3 separate regions of the Zea mays genome follow, and all the other regions are linked to region 1. A link is a contact called in public Hi-C data. All regions are on one chromosome and are shown on one strand. The core of a region is the stretch at or near the end of the contact, and the rest is flanking DNA. Distances in the headings are between cores, read along the strand shown. Region 1 holds the start of pco060792. Region 2 holds the start of LOC100193959 (Adenine nucleotide alpha hydrolase-like superfamily protein). Region 3 holds the start of LOC103636431 (RNA-binding protein 24-B).

Evidence for each region. Hi-C and Micro-C count contacts between places; a contact is called where the count stands out from the background.
Region 2: a Hi-C map of ear shows a contact between it and region 1, with 2.0 times the contacts expected there. The contact joins the promoter of LOC100193959 here to the promoter of pco060792 in region 1. A contact is called at or near these places in 3 of 25 Hi-C or Micro-C datasets (bundle sheath, ear and tassel).
Region 3: a contact with region 1 is called in a Hi-C map of tassel, with 2.6 times the contacts expected there. The contact joins the promoter of LOC103636431 here to the promoter of pco060792 in region 1. A contact is called at or near these places in 8 of 25 Hi-C or Micro-C datasets (bundle sheath, ear, endosperm and 4 more).

What each region holds. Positions count from the first base shown.
Region 1 is chr8:171,747,282-171,751,401 of Zm-B73-REFERENCE-NAM-5.0, reverse strand. It overlaps pco060792, which reads right to left and starts at 2,366. Exons shown (of 3, transcript NM_001153652.2): 1 at 1,810-2,366. The coding sequence starts at 2,313. It overlaps LOC100277098, which reads left to right and starts at 3,672. Exons shown (of 4, transcript XM_020542790.3): 1 at 3,672-4,120. The coding sequence starts at 3,936.
Region 2 is chr8:172,199,169-172,203,288 of Zm-B73-REFERENCE-NAM-5.0, reverse strand. It overlaps LOC100193959 (Adenine nucleotide alpha hydrolase-like superfamily protein), which reads left to right and starts at 2,107. Exons shown (of 3, transcript NM_001139028.1): 1 at 2,107-2,763; 2 at 3,784-3,914; 3 at 4,023-4,120. The coding sequence starts at 2,326.
Region 3 is chr8:172,023,861-172,027,980 of Zm-B73-REFERENCE-NAM-5.0, reverse strand. LOC103636431 (RNA-binding protein 24-B) reads left to right here and starts at 1,666. Exons shown (of 6, transcript XM_008658782.3): 1 at 1,666-2,147; 2 at 2,310-2,442; 3 at 3,286-3,424; 4 at 3,851-3,887. The coding sequence starts at 1,965.

The DNA.
Region 1 (4,120 bases), core at 1,117-3,616:
ATCCGGGAGGGAAACCTCAGACAGACTACAGTCAGAGCAATCCAAGCATCATGTCCAGAAGACTGAACCAGCTACTACAAACATCATCAGCCACAACCAGTGCTCTGCATCAGACCTTTTCTGCACCAGCGGTAAACATTTCTGTTTGTAAATTTACACACTGTGTTTAGTTTAGACGAGCATAAATAAAAAGAATAGCGGGTTCATTCTGAAAGTTTCAGATATGTGATGTGACAGCAAATCACGCTAATCAGCATTAGTGCTGCAGAAATTAGAACTGACCCAGGAGATTTGCAATGACATGTGACATTATTCCAAACATAGAATTATTCCAAGCACAGAATTAAAGCCTATGTTTAATACTTATAAATTGATATTCAAACATTTGACCTGACACAAACCAAACACCCTCTTATATTAGCTGCTACGGTGCTACCTGCTTACTGAGCCCACGTTTTCTGGAAGCGTAGACTACCAACCAATAGCAAAAACCTAAAGACAAGTTGGCGCATGTCTCTAGCTAATAAGTGGAATGGAAACTTGGAGGCCAAACAAGGACCTAAGAATCATGATAAAAAAAAGATTTTGACTAAACTAAGATAAGCTTTCACAATATAAAACACCAAACTACAAATTTCAACTGACATCAGACCGAACAAATCTGGGGACCTAGAGGGCACCTAGACTCTTAATCCTTATGCATGTATGAGATAGTTCAAGTCTCAACCATTATACATTACATAGTATTAGGCAATTCAGATGCTAAAGTATAGTAGTAACAGTACCTAAACTGTGAATACTAGTAAAACAATTGCTTGTGAGATAATACAGTAGGCATACATCACAGGAAAAAAAACGCCACTTTTTTTTTACTTTGACCGAGATCATCATAAAATAGAAATACAGAATCCCGGCCGATTGTTATATAAATACACTAGAGCTAATGGTTAGATATTAAAATTAGCTAGAGATATTCTAACATAATAGTTCAGAGATTAGCTGCTTTTGATTGGAGACATCTAAACACCTCTAACTAGTAGTCTAGCTAACTATTAGCTGCACCCTTAACTACCCATTAGTTAATTAGCTCGTTCAACTAAGCTAAAATCAACTAATTTTACTTAAATTTTTGCCAACTAGCTATTAGATCTGGCACATTAAAACACGTCAGTCAGTTCGGTAAATGCTAGTGGCAGGCGCACCTTACCTACTTCTATGTGAGCGAGCCATCAAGCGTCACTGTGGCTGCTGACAAGCGAGTCTATCAGGAGAAGGGACACCGGGGTTGGTGGCGTTCAGGTCAGCTAGATGTCTACATCTGCAAGAGGCTGGCTACTTTCCCCCAATGAATGGCCTATGGATCTATGATACTGCATTTTTCACATCTAAATTCCATGTTGAGTTAACCAGAACATCGGTCACTGGCACCAGTGATCTCATGATTCGAGACAAGAACCCCCATTTCTGGACCTGCATAGATCATGATCTGCTGGGGGGTAACTCAAAAGCACTGCGTGGGCCATCTTGTCTACCCGAGAAGGATTTCAACAACGAACGACTGTAACGATCAACTGCATCGGCCATCACATGTTCTATAAGAATGGGAGAATTTCCGATTTTTGACCTTTTCCCTTGCGCAGAGGAAGACAAGAACTCTATCCAAATGGCTCGCAAAGTTGCCTATGCGGGCCCCTAGTTTGACGCGCTGGATCATCTAAATCGGTGAGGCTTCACAACGGATTCTTCGCGCGCGCGAGAGAGAGAGAGAGAGAGAGAGAGAGCATGGTGGTTGGTAGGCATCGAGCGGACCTTGTACATGGGCTTGGGAAAGCCATAGAAGTCGTAAATGGTGTCGTTGCTGCCGCGGATGACGTTGACCTCCGGCGTGGCCGTGTCCCAGTGTCCCGACACGACGAGGATGGCGCGCGGGGGCTGGTCGCCCGCGACCTTCGCCGGCACCCACGACTTGAAGAAGTGCCGCGCCGGGATGTTGTCGTCGATGGAGAGCGTGGGCGAGCCGTGCGACAGGAAGAAAGTGTCCATGGTAGCAGGGACTCTAGGCGGCGCTCGCCTCTGCCCCTCCTCCGCCGCTGCGTCTCGCTCTGTCCTCGCGGTGTCGCCGCGCCCGCGCTGCCGCTGCTCCTCGCCCTCACGCGTCGCGTGCCGCGTCTCTGGCTTGCCTCCGCCCTGGCTCCGCCGGATGATTTTGCGCGCGTGCGTCGCGTCTGGTTTGTGGTGGTGCCCCGTGGTCCGTGGGGAGCAGAGCAGCGAGAGAGAATGGATGGGATGCTTGGACGGGCGCCTCAAAAACATTGGGTTTGGTTGGTCGCACCGCAAAGTTTTAATAACGCGCAGCAATACGAATCATCCGGACTCCGCCGGAATCGGTTCGGCTTGCCGGCCCGCGTCGAAGTCGCGTAGTCAGCGTCGTGTAAGCAATGACGCATGACGGCGTATTTCCTTGGACACGCCAACAAGGAAAGAAAACGGACTTCCGGGATGGGCCTCTTAGTCTTGGATCGGGCCGGTCTTAAATTATGGGCTTACTAGGCCATATACACAGACAGACGAAAATTGCTGTTGGTCTCGAGAAAATCCACAGCTTGGATCTAGATCTCTAGGACAAAGAACGCCTTGTCATATACGTCACGGCAGTCCCGTGGTAACCGCACCAGTGCATGTGGTGCAAAAACGATCTTACAATCTAAGATTAGCACATCTAAGATTGACACATAATATTACAATCTAAGATTAGAAAAAAAAACTGATTAAATTAGTGTTGATCATATTATTCGATTGATAGACTATCAAACATCTTTCACAAAGACAACGTCGATGAGAGGCACGTCAAGGTTGTACTAGGACAGGCACCTAAAACACTGTCAACTCTCATCAAAAGACATAACGAGCAACAAAGCAGATCGTGCATATCGCCGATCGCCACACAAAACACTGTTTTGCACAGTAAACTATACTATTTATGTAGTAGTATTTAAAAATATGAGGTGAGATAGAGAGTTTGGTGGAGATAGTCGTAGGGCATATTTAGCACAGCTTTGGCTTCTTTGAAAATAACTCCGGCTCTTGTTTCTCTTCAAGAGCAGTTTCTCTATAGGAGCTAGTATTTTTTTAACAAATTGTTTAGCAGCATGACTTCTCTTAACGTAAGAGAAGGGCAAGATGGAGAGTGGAAGGAGGAGACGTTAGGAGCTTTTTTTTTTTTTTGGCTCCGGCTTCTCTTTCTAGAAATGGCTATGGCTCCTAAGTGTTTTTTGTTAGGAACTCTTTTTGAAGACTGTTTATGAGGGCTTCTGGCTTCTCTAGGAGCCGAAACCAGAGCCGGTTTAAGAGCCCTCCCAACCTTAGTCATTTGTCCTGGTTACACTAAACTTGTCTATGTTTTTTTGCTTTTATTTCTATTCCTGAATGTAAGAATTGAGTCGCATGGATCCTCCGACTTGTTTGCATTCTCAGTTGTGTACCATTATCAGATGATACAAACTGAGATTTTGTTATGTTATCTAAAATTAATCCCAACGCCCCACAGAACACGGTGAATCTTCCTCTGATCTTTTAGTATAATAAAGTTAAATAAAAAATAATCAGTTTTTCTTATAGAACCAAACATTATACATAGTTTCATTATTGATGATTATTTGGTGCTACAGTCGCTCAAATCAGTTGTCAATTATAATGTACTAAGGTGTTTGACTCGGGTAGACGGGTAGCAAGATTATTATTTTTATTTTTAGACAAAGGGATTAGCAAGATCAAGTTGACAGTAGCACACCAAGAAACAAGCTACCGATGCCACCAAACACCCTACGTCAGGTAAAAGTCAGGTTGCAATCTGGTGGCATTGAACGAACCGAAACGGCCGGGACATTCACCTTCGAACTCTGAAAAAAAAACAGGTGGCAATCCAAACAATCACCATGGGTACAAGCACTAAAACCTTGCTGGTATGCCTGATCCCATGGCTCGTTTACCAGCTCCAGCCTCATCGATTCTCTCCTGTGTCGGCCGCGACAACAATGGCCGGCAAGATCGATATCTTCACCGTGTACCAGCACGACAGGCTGAACGAGACCGGGTACGTCGTCGTCACCGGCGACGAAGG
Region 2 (4,120 bases), core at 858-3,357, 450 kb before region 1:
CTCGTAACGACAGGAACATAGGAAGTACTACTGTACAGTAGTAAAAAGGCACTTGAAACGCATAGTACAGTAGAGGTGTACATTCGGGCCGCCTGGCCCAAGCCCGAAAAGGCCCGGCACGTTTAATTTCGGGCCGGCCCGGCCCAATAATAAATTCGGGGCGTGCCGTGCCGGCTCACGGGCCGACCCCTCGGCCCACGGCCCGGCCCGTATATAGCTAAACTTGCTGGGCTTTAAACGGGCGGCCCGAAAATAGTAAAGGCCCGAATTACAAATTTGGCCCGAAATACACATTTGGTAGACCAACAGGCAACAGCTGGGTCGCAGTCGCAGGACGCAGGCCGCGCAGCCGCGCAGGGCGCGTCGCGCACTCTCGCCGTCTCGCGCTGGAGCTCGTAAGAGCAGGCCGGCAGGGCGCAGGCGCGCCGCCGAGCAGGGGCGGCTCTGTCGAGCAGGGGCGACTCCGCCGAGCAGGGGCGCAGAGGCGGCTCTGGTGACCGTCGCGCTCGCGCAAGGACGCAGGGCGCAGCCGTCAGGGGCTACTTCGGTCGCGCCGTCGCGGTCGCGCTGGAGCTGGGGGCCTCCTGGCCGCCTGGGAGGCTGAGACGGCGGCTGGACGGGGACGGGACACGGCCACACGGGACGGGAGCAAGAGGACTCGGCATTTTAGGGTTTCTGGGAAATGGGCCGCGCCTTAGGCCCATCCGCCGTGGACAAGTGCGCCGTCGGCCTGCCGCTGCCGAGGCCGTGGAGGCAGCCATTTCGGGCCTTTTCGTGCCTGTTAACGGGCCATTTCGGGTCTGCTTAAACGGGTCGGGCTCGTGCCCGCCCGTGGGCCTCGACATCGGCCCAAGCACGGCCCGATACATCGGGCCGGGGCGGCCCGGCCCGGCCCGAAATGATTTCGTGCCGTGCCGTGCTTGGGCCGTGCTTTTTTTCGTGCTTCGTGTCAGTCCATTAAGCCCGGCCCAAATGTACACATGACACCTCCGGAGATACGGCCAAGAAACCCGCACATTGCGAGCGATTGATGCCGTATTGACCAATCCATCACGGCTTTGGAGCTAACGATACCAATCGAATTCCCTCGCCGCCGGGCACCCATCCAGAACATCCGTACGCATGTGAAATTTGGTAATGCCAAAGACGAATCTACCCTCAGACACACGAATCACATATATATTCTACTCTACCGCAGCGACACGGGAATCTCATCCCTGTCTCGTTCGAGTAAAATTTTACACCGTCAGCTGCAGTAAAATAATAGATTGAATCAAGCCAGCGTTGAGAAATCAGCTGATGGATCAACTGCAAATCAATATAATATATACATCGCAGGTGCGGCAGAGTGCTGTTCACTCCTTTTCTGTTTAATTTACCCGTATGCATGCTCTGCTGATAGTACTAGCATCCTCAGCTTTCAGCTACTTTATCTTTTTTTTTTGAAAATCTAACTAAATTCTATATAAAAAAGTGCTAAGATTTACCGTATCAAAAGGTTTTTAAATACATTACAGCTAATATTTAGTAGCATATTAACTAGCTAACAAATAGACATATAAATAATAACTAATTTACTAAAAGTAGTTAATATTGAACTATTAGATAGGCTGTTAAGATGTTTTTGACTAATGCTAGTAGCTAACTATTAGCTATAGTGCATTCAAACAAGGTCTAAACAACATTCACCTCTTTATTTTTAAATTATAATTAATATAAAAATAATATACATAGAAAAAACTAAATAAAATTATTGTATTATTCTCCCTGTCTAAAGAATGTAATTCTATAATTAAAAATATCAATCTATTTGATTTAATTCATATAAGATAATATCCACATTTAGAACTCTGTCGGAATGAATAGTTTTATACATAAACTTAGAATTAGTTGACTTAGAGCTATGTTATGTTTATATGGTTGATAGATTCTTGCGCTTCACTGTCTGACAAAAATACATGCACTAAGCTGCAGGTTACTTTCTTTCGCAGCTAGGAGTAGTAGTACCATTTAATAAAGGTGACGATAGCGCTGCTATTCCAATAAGATCGTGACCATCTCAGCTTTTATGCGGCCTTGTCCTTTGCTCCGCCTCGCCGTCCATCCGCTCCGCTCTCCCCCTCTGGCCTCTGCACGTAGCCATAAGCCCATACGCCCATACCACACCGCACGGTGCACACGGTTGAGTCGACGGTACTCGTCGTCCTCGTCCGTGCAGAGCTTGCACCAACACGCCACCTTAAGCTTCGCTTTGCCCGCACTCGCACACAGTTGCGACCGCATTGCATCGTGCGCGGCTGCAGCACGAAGACGAAGCTCTGGTACATGGCGAGCAGCGCGGAGGAGCGCTTCCTGAGGCAGCTGAGCGCGAGCAACGGCGGCGACGAAGGGGTCTGCGGCGGCCAGCAGCTGGGCCACAAGGAGTACTGCGCGGAGAGGAGGGGCTCCCGGCGGTGGTCCAGGAAGCGGGCCGCCGCCGCGAGGGGCTACTGCGGCGGGTACGACGACTACGACGTGAAGCAGCAGGCGGAGGCCGCCTCTGCCGCCGCGAGGAAGCGGGTGATAGTGGTGGTGGACGACACCTCGGGCTCCAAGCACGCCATGATGTGGGCGCTCACCCACGTCGCCAGCAAGGGGGACTTCCTGACGCTGCTCCACGTCCTGCTGCCGCACTCCGCCTCCGGCGGCGGCTGTAGCAGGGGCGAGGAGGCCTCCTCCCTCGCCAACTCGCTCGGCACGCTCTGCAAGGCGTCCAGGCCAGAGGTGCGCATCTGCAGACACACATGCACTTGCGTTTGCTGACTAGTGAGTGGAAGCTTGGTTATAATTAGCTGCTCGTTACTAGTACTAGTGCACATTCGCACCAACTTTGGCTACAGCTAACCTTCTTTTGGTACCATATGCTTGGATCCATGCACAGGAGAATAACACTCCCTTTGTACCAAGATATAACTCCCTTTGTACCAAAATAAAATTCGTTTTGGCTTTTGAGTAGATTTATACAATAATTAGTGTATGTTATATATATATATATATATATATATATATATATATATATATATATATATATATATATATATATATATATATATAAGCATCTATTTGAATATAGACATAAAAATTAAGAACTAAAATAAATACTATTCTGGAACTGAGGCAGTAGTACACTACTGAAAACGATAGATTACACCAACAAGAGAATAAGTACGAGTTAGTTAAAATTAAACAATGACACCAGCAAAATGCTCAATATATCTACTGCACTGCATGGTATAAAGGGGGGGGGGGGGATTCTGGTTGTTAGGTGATCTGGAGAAGGCACTCATCACCTGATGCCTCAAGACTGTCATTTTTTTTACACTTGTAGCCAGTTTGAGAGATCACAGATGAGATCAGGATCCACTTTCGTGTATGCATGGATCAGGATCTAGATCCGAGACAGACCAAAACACAAAAGAAGAAGTGAGCGGTAAGCCACAGAGTGTGGGGCTCTGCATGTCCTTCATGGACATGGTCCCCTAAAATCTGAAACCATAAACCCCATCATTATGAAACGCAATCTCTTTCGCTCTGCTGTCCTGTTTTTGTTTGCTTCGATCAAAAGCCATGCATAGTTATTTTCTTGTCTGTGCACCTGCCTGCCTGCTTAAGTGTGACAAACAGCAGAGGTGCATGCATCAACTGTTCCTCTGTCTCTTGTTCTGGCCTGTAAATGCATGAAGGTTGAAGGTCATGATGGCTCACGAAGAGAGATTTTTTATTTGGGTGTGTGAATGATGGTAGGTGGAGGTTGAAGCCCTGGTGATCCAAGGCCCCAAGCTGGGCACCGTGCTCAGCCAGGTGAAGAAGCTGGAGGCCTCCGTGCTGGTGCTCGGCCAGGGCAGGCCGTCTCCCTGCTACCGCTGGCTAAGCTGGTAAGCCCCATTCGATGGGCACCATACCATTACCATACCCCTTTCTGTCTGTCTGTCTGTCTTATTGGAATTCCGGTGCTGTAATCCTTTCTCTCTTGTTTTTTACAGTTTCTTGCGGAGCAGCAGCGAGGAGTTCGTGGAGCAGTGCATCGACCAGGCGGAGTGCCTGACGCTGGCGGTGAGGAAGCAGAGCAAGGCCGTCGGCG
Region 3 (4,120 bases), core at 417-2,916, 280 kb before region 1:
TTCATGCCAAATGCTAGACTTTGTACTATATTAACACCGACCACTACAGTTCAATCGTTCCAGCTTCCAGGGAGGATAACTTCAGTACTGCAATCACCACCAACTATATAAAAAAAATGAACGGGACCACATTTCTGGAGAAACATCACATGACATTGTTCGTTTCACCAAGCATTAATTCTTCACGGGGATTCTGGACAAATTCAGGGCACACACAGCAAAACAGTGCGCCTTGTCCAAAATGGAAGCTAATCGACCTAAACCGCATTCACACCTCAGTCTGCTAAATTAGCAGGCAATAGCCGCCCCACACAGCGATACTATCCTCTGAGAACTTTCAACAGATTAGACTGGGACATTCCATCCTTCTTGATTTACGACTTTCTCTAATCACACAACAAAACTATAAAAAATTGTAACTTAACTTATTTGTCCCCAATACAATCCGTTGGAGCCCACTCACCCATCGCAGATTGGCTATATTATATATTAATAACAAAAAATACGGCAAATGATTTTATGCATAATCACCCATAGGTATGCACTTCCACTGTTAGTAATATAAATATAATAAAGCTTTCGTGCCATATACCTTAGCATAATGTTCTTTTTGTATATTCTCCTATATTCGCCAGGTAAGAAAGGGACGCCTATTATTAGTCAGCAGCAAGACATTGCATGGATAGGTACGTATACTACGTACACGTGGCCACACCGTCAAAAAGGTTATATCGTTGCTGTTTTTGAGGGATGATCGAGCTATGGAGGATGTTATTATCAGAGATGGCTTATAATATAAACAACGAGAGGTCTAGAGTTAGGAGCTAGGAGGCAAAAGCTATGGGGCTGAGTCCTTATCAAGCGATTGAGCAGATCCCAACCACACCAAATGGGCAAGCGTCTCCAGCCGTCCATCTCCAGATCAGACCTGATGACACATCACGCATCTCCCTTCTGTTTACCAGTGCTAGGCAACCCATATCAAATATCTTCACTTCTAAAGAATGCCTTTGTGCATTATTGATGATGTACTATGCAAAAGTCTCCGGCCTCCACCACAGCATGTCGCACTCACTCAAGTGGACTAGGATCACAAATGCTCACAATAACATCAGATCATTGATCTAGCCTCTAGCGTTTTTATTCGCTGTAATAAATGGCTTCAAAACATTCAAATTTCACAGATGGGCCATGGTATTTTCTAGGCTATAAGAAACAAGGGTATAAAGGTCAAATTTAATCAGCTAATCATCAAACTTTTTTGCACAGCAAATACAGGTGGTCTCTTAACCACCTAGAGATATGGTTTACTAACAGTATATAGTGCCTTAAAAATACCGTGCTATCACCAACTATGCCCCGCTACAACAGCAATAGAAATAAGAACCGTGTTAATAAGTAAAAATTCATTAAATATTTTTCCTCACGTTATAAAGCCGTGGAACTGAACAATTAGCAAAGCTCAAATGACAATCAAAATCCAAATGCAAAAAGAACAACACATGTTAAGATCCAGATAAGTTCGGAAAGAATCCTCCTAAGCTCCATAATCCCGTTGGACTAATCCCCAGTCCCCGCCATCCGTTGTGTTTCTACCACTCTACAGACAAGGACAGCCCAACACCACCCTGTAACTACTGTTCACTCTGATAGGGGCAGCACGGCCATTTTTACCTACTATTGGCGGGGGTGGGTGTCTCCCGGTGCATGGTATTTTAATATGAGCGTGCTTTGGACCAAAAGGACCTCGCTGGTGCATTATAGCAAACACTAGTATATATTGATGTTTCTGTACCTCGCCCTCTCTCTCCTCTACCCCTTTTCCTCTAACCTTTAGCTTTCCTCCCTCCCTCCTCTCTTTCTCTCCTCTAACAAGAACTTAGTCCCGGCAGTTCAGATCCTAAGTTGCTGACCTTGCTGCTGATTGTTGGAGATAGATTTGCTGCTTCTAAGTTGGAAATACCATGAGTCCACCGAGTGTGATGGGGCAGTTTGGGGACACGACCTACACCAAGGTTTTTGTTGGGGGACTCGCGTGGGAAACCCAGAAGGAGACTATGAGGAAGTATTTCGAGCAGTTTGGAGAGATCCTGGAGGCTGTTGTCATCACTGACAAGAACACTGGCAGATCCAAGGGCTACGGATTTGTATGATTCTACACAATTCATCTCCTTTATATGCATTTAATTTCAGTAGACTTTATAAACATTTCTCTCCCCTGTTGATGTGTCACTTTTCTTTCTTTTCTGATGCAACATATAGTGTTTGTTTAATTTCAGTTAACCATGCACCGTGAATTCACATTGTAGGTTACCTTCCGGGACTCGGATGCGGCAATGAGAGCTTGCGTTGATCCTGCACCGGTGATTGATGGGAGGAGGGCTAACTGTAATCTTGCTTCCCTTGGGGTTCAAAGATCTAGGCCTCCTACTCCCCAGCATGGTTAGATATTTATCATCTTTCAGAAATCAGAACTGTACAAGGCAGCACAGAAGAAATAATTAGCTTGCTTGCTTAAGTGTTTTATGAGAAGTTCTAGTGAGTTGAGTAGAGCAATATATAACCTATAAGATTTTGAAAAAGAACAATCATAATTGTCATTATACCTCTTAGATATTGACGTATTGCTAGAAATTTTATATGTACTTCCACGCATGACCACAAACGAACTACCATGATTTTATGCACTAAAGGTTCCTTCATAGCATTAAAATCAGCAAAGAGCTTAAAGAGATGGCAACAAATTGCCTAATTTTTATAGATGGCCAGCCTCAAGTGCTCAATGAGGCTATTGTGTAGGCATCCAGTAAAGAATAAAATGCTTAAATGTGTAGCTTTAACACGGTGCTACTTAAGTGTCCTAAAAACAATGGTTTCCATTAAAACAGTTCATGTTAATTGGAATTGCCTTCAGTTAAAACAATAAATATATAGACTTGGAAGAATATACTGTTGGCATTGCTTGTTGGAAAAGGTAGAGCTGAAGGAACATCAATAGTACATAGATGTTAGTTATCCTCGAGCTAAGTACCTTGTTTCAGATAATGTGGTATACTATTCCTAGGAGTGGATTATAAAACATTCCAATGAAAAAATAATCATATATTAATAAGGTGTAGCAACCAGGACCTTTTACTGCTATTATGCTGTCTTGCTTGCAACTGATAGACTGAAGACAGAAAGATGCACATGCCTGTTTTTTTAATAAGTGCCTTCTCCTGATAATATTAGCAAGCAATGTGGGTAAAATTGCTCTCTCTTTTTTTGCTGATGATGTTGCTACAGGAGGGGCTAGGAACTTTAAAGTGATGAAATCTTTCAGCCAGCAGGCAGGAATCCAAGGTGGACTGGGCGCAGCTTTTCCTTCTCATGCCACCTTCCCTCATTATGCCATCCCACAAGGCCTCCCCTACCATATCTATGGGTACCCCTCCCTCCCTCCCTCTCTACCTATACGCGCACACATCTGGTCAGAATCGGGGCCCCGTGAAACTTGAAAGTCGTGACGGGTGTGGGGGTATCACATGCATGACATGTGCATTGTGACATGTCACCTTGGTCAATGGTGAATGGGCACGAGGCTTCTAGCTTGCATGCACCTATTACTCTCTCTTACATACATCCTCAGCCCTCACACACCCATAAAGTAGTCATGCGTGCTAGTGGCACATGATGGCAGCCCTGTCATGTGCTCACCCTCGTGAACAGTAAGCATAGCTGCGATAGCAACGACTTCTCTGTGTCTCCTTTAGAAATCAAGTAGCTCGCTCTATCACGTTATAAACGAACAAAATTTCATAATTAATTTGTAAGGAAAAACTAATATCCCCTTCTATCCTTCACTCTGCAGGTACTCTCCATATACCCTAGACTACGGTTATCCAACAGTAAGTGTACCTAACTACATTGCTAATAAGCTCTATTTGCTTCACCAACAGTACAATAAAATCGTTGCTTTTATTCATTTCAACATGAATTAATAAGTGCAGTAGCATGGATGTCACTGAGTGCATCAAAGTATCTTTGCATCATGCATCGTCAAAATTATGACATGATAAACAATGCACGGAAAATTGCAGTGTGTAATTTTTTCTGGCTATAATATATGATTATATAACAC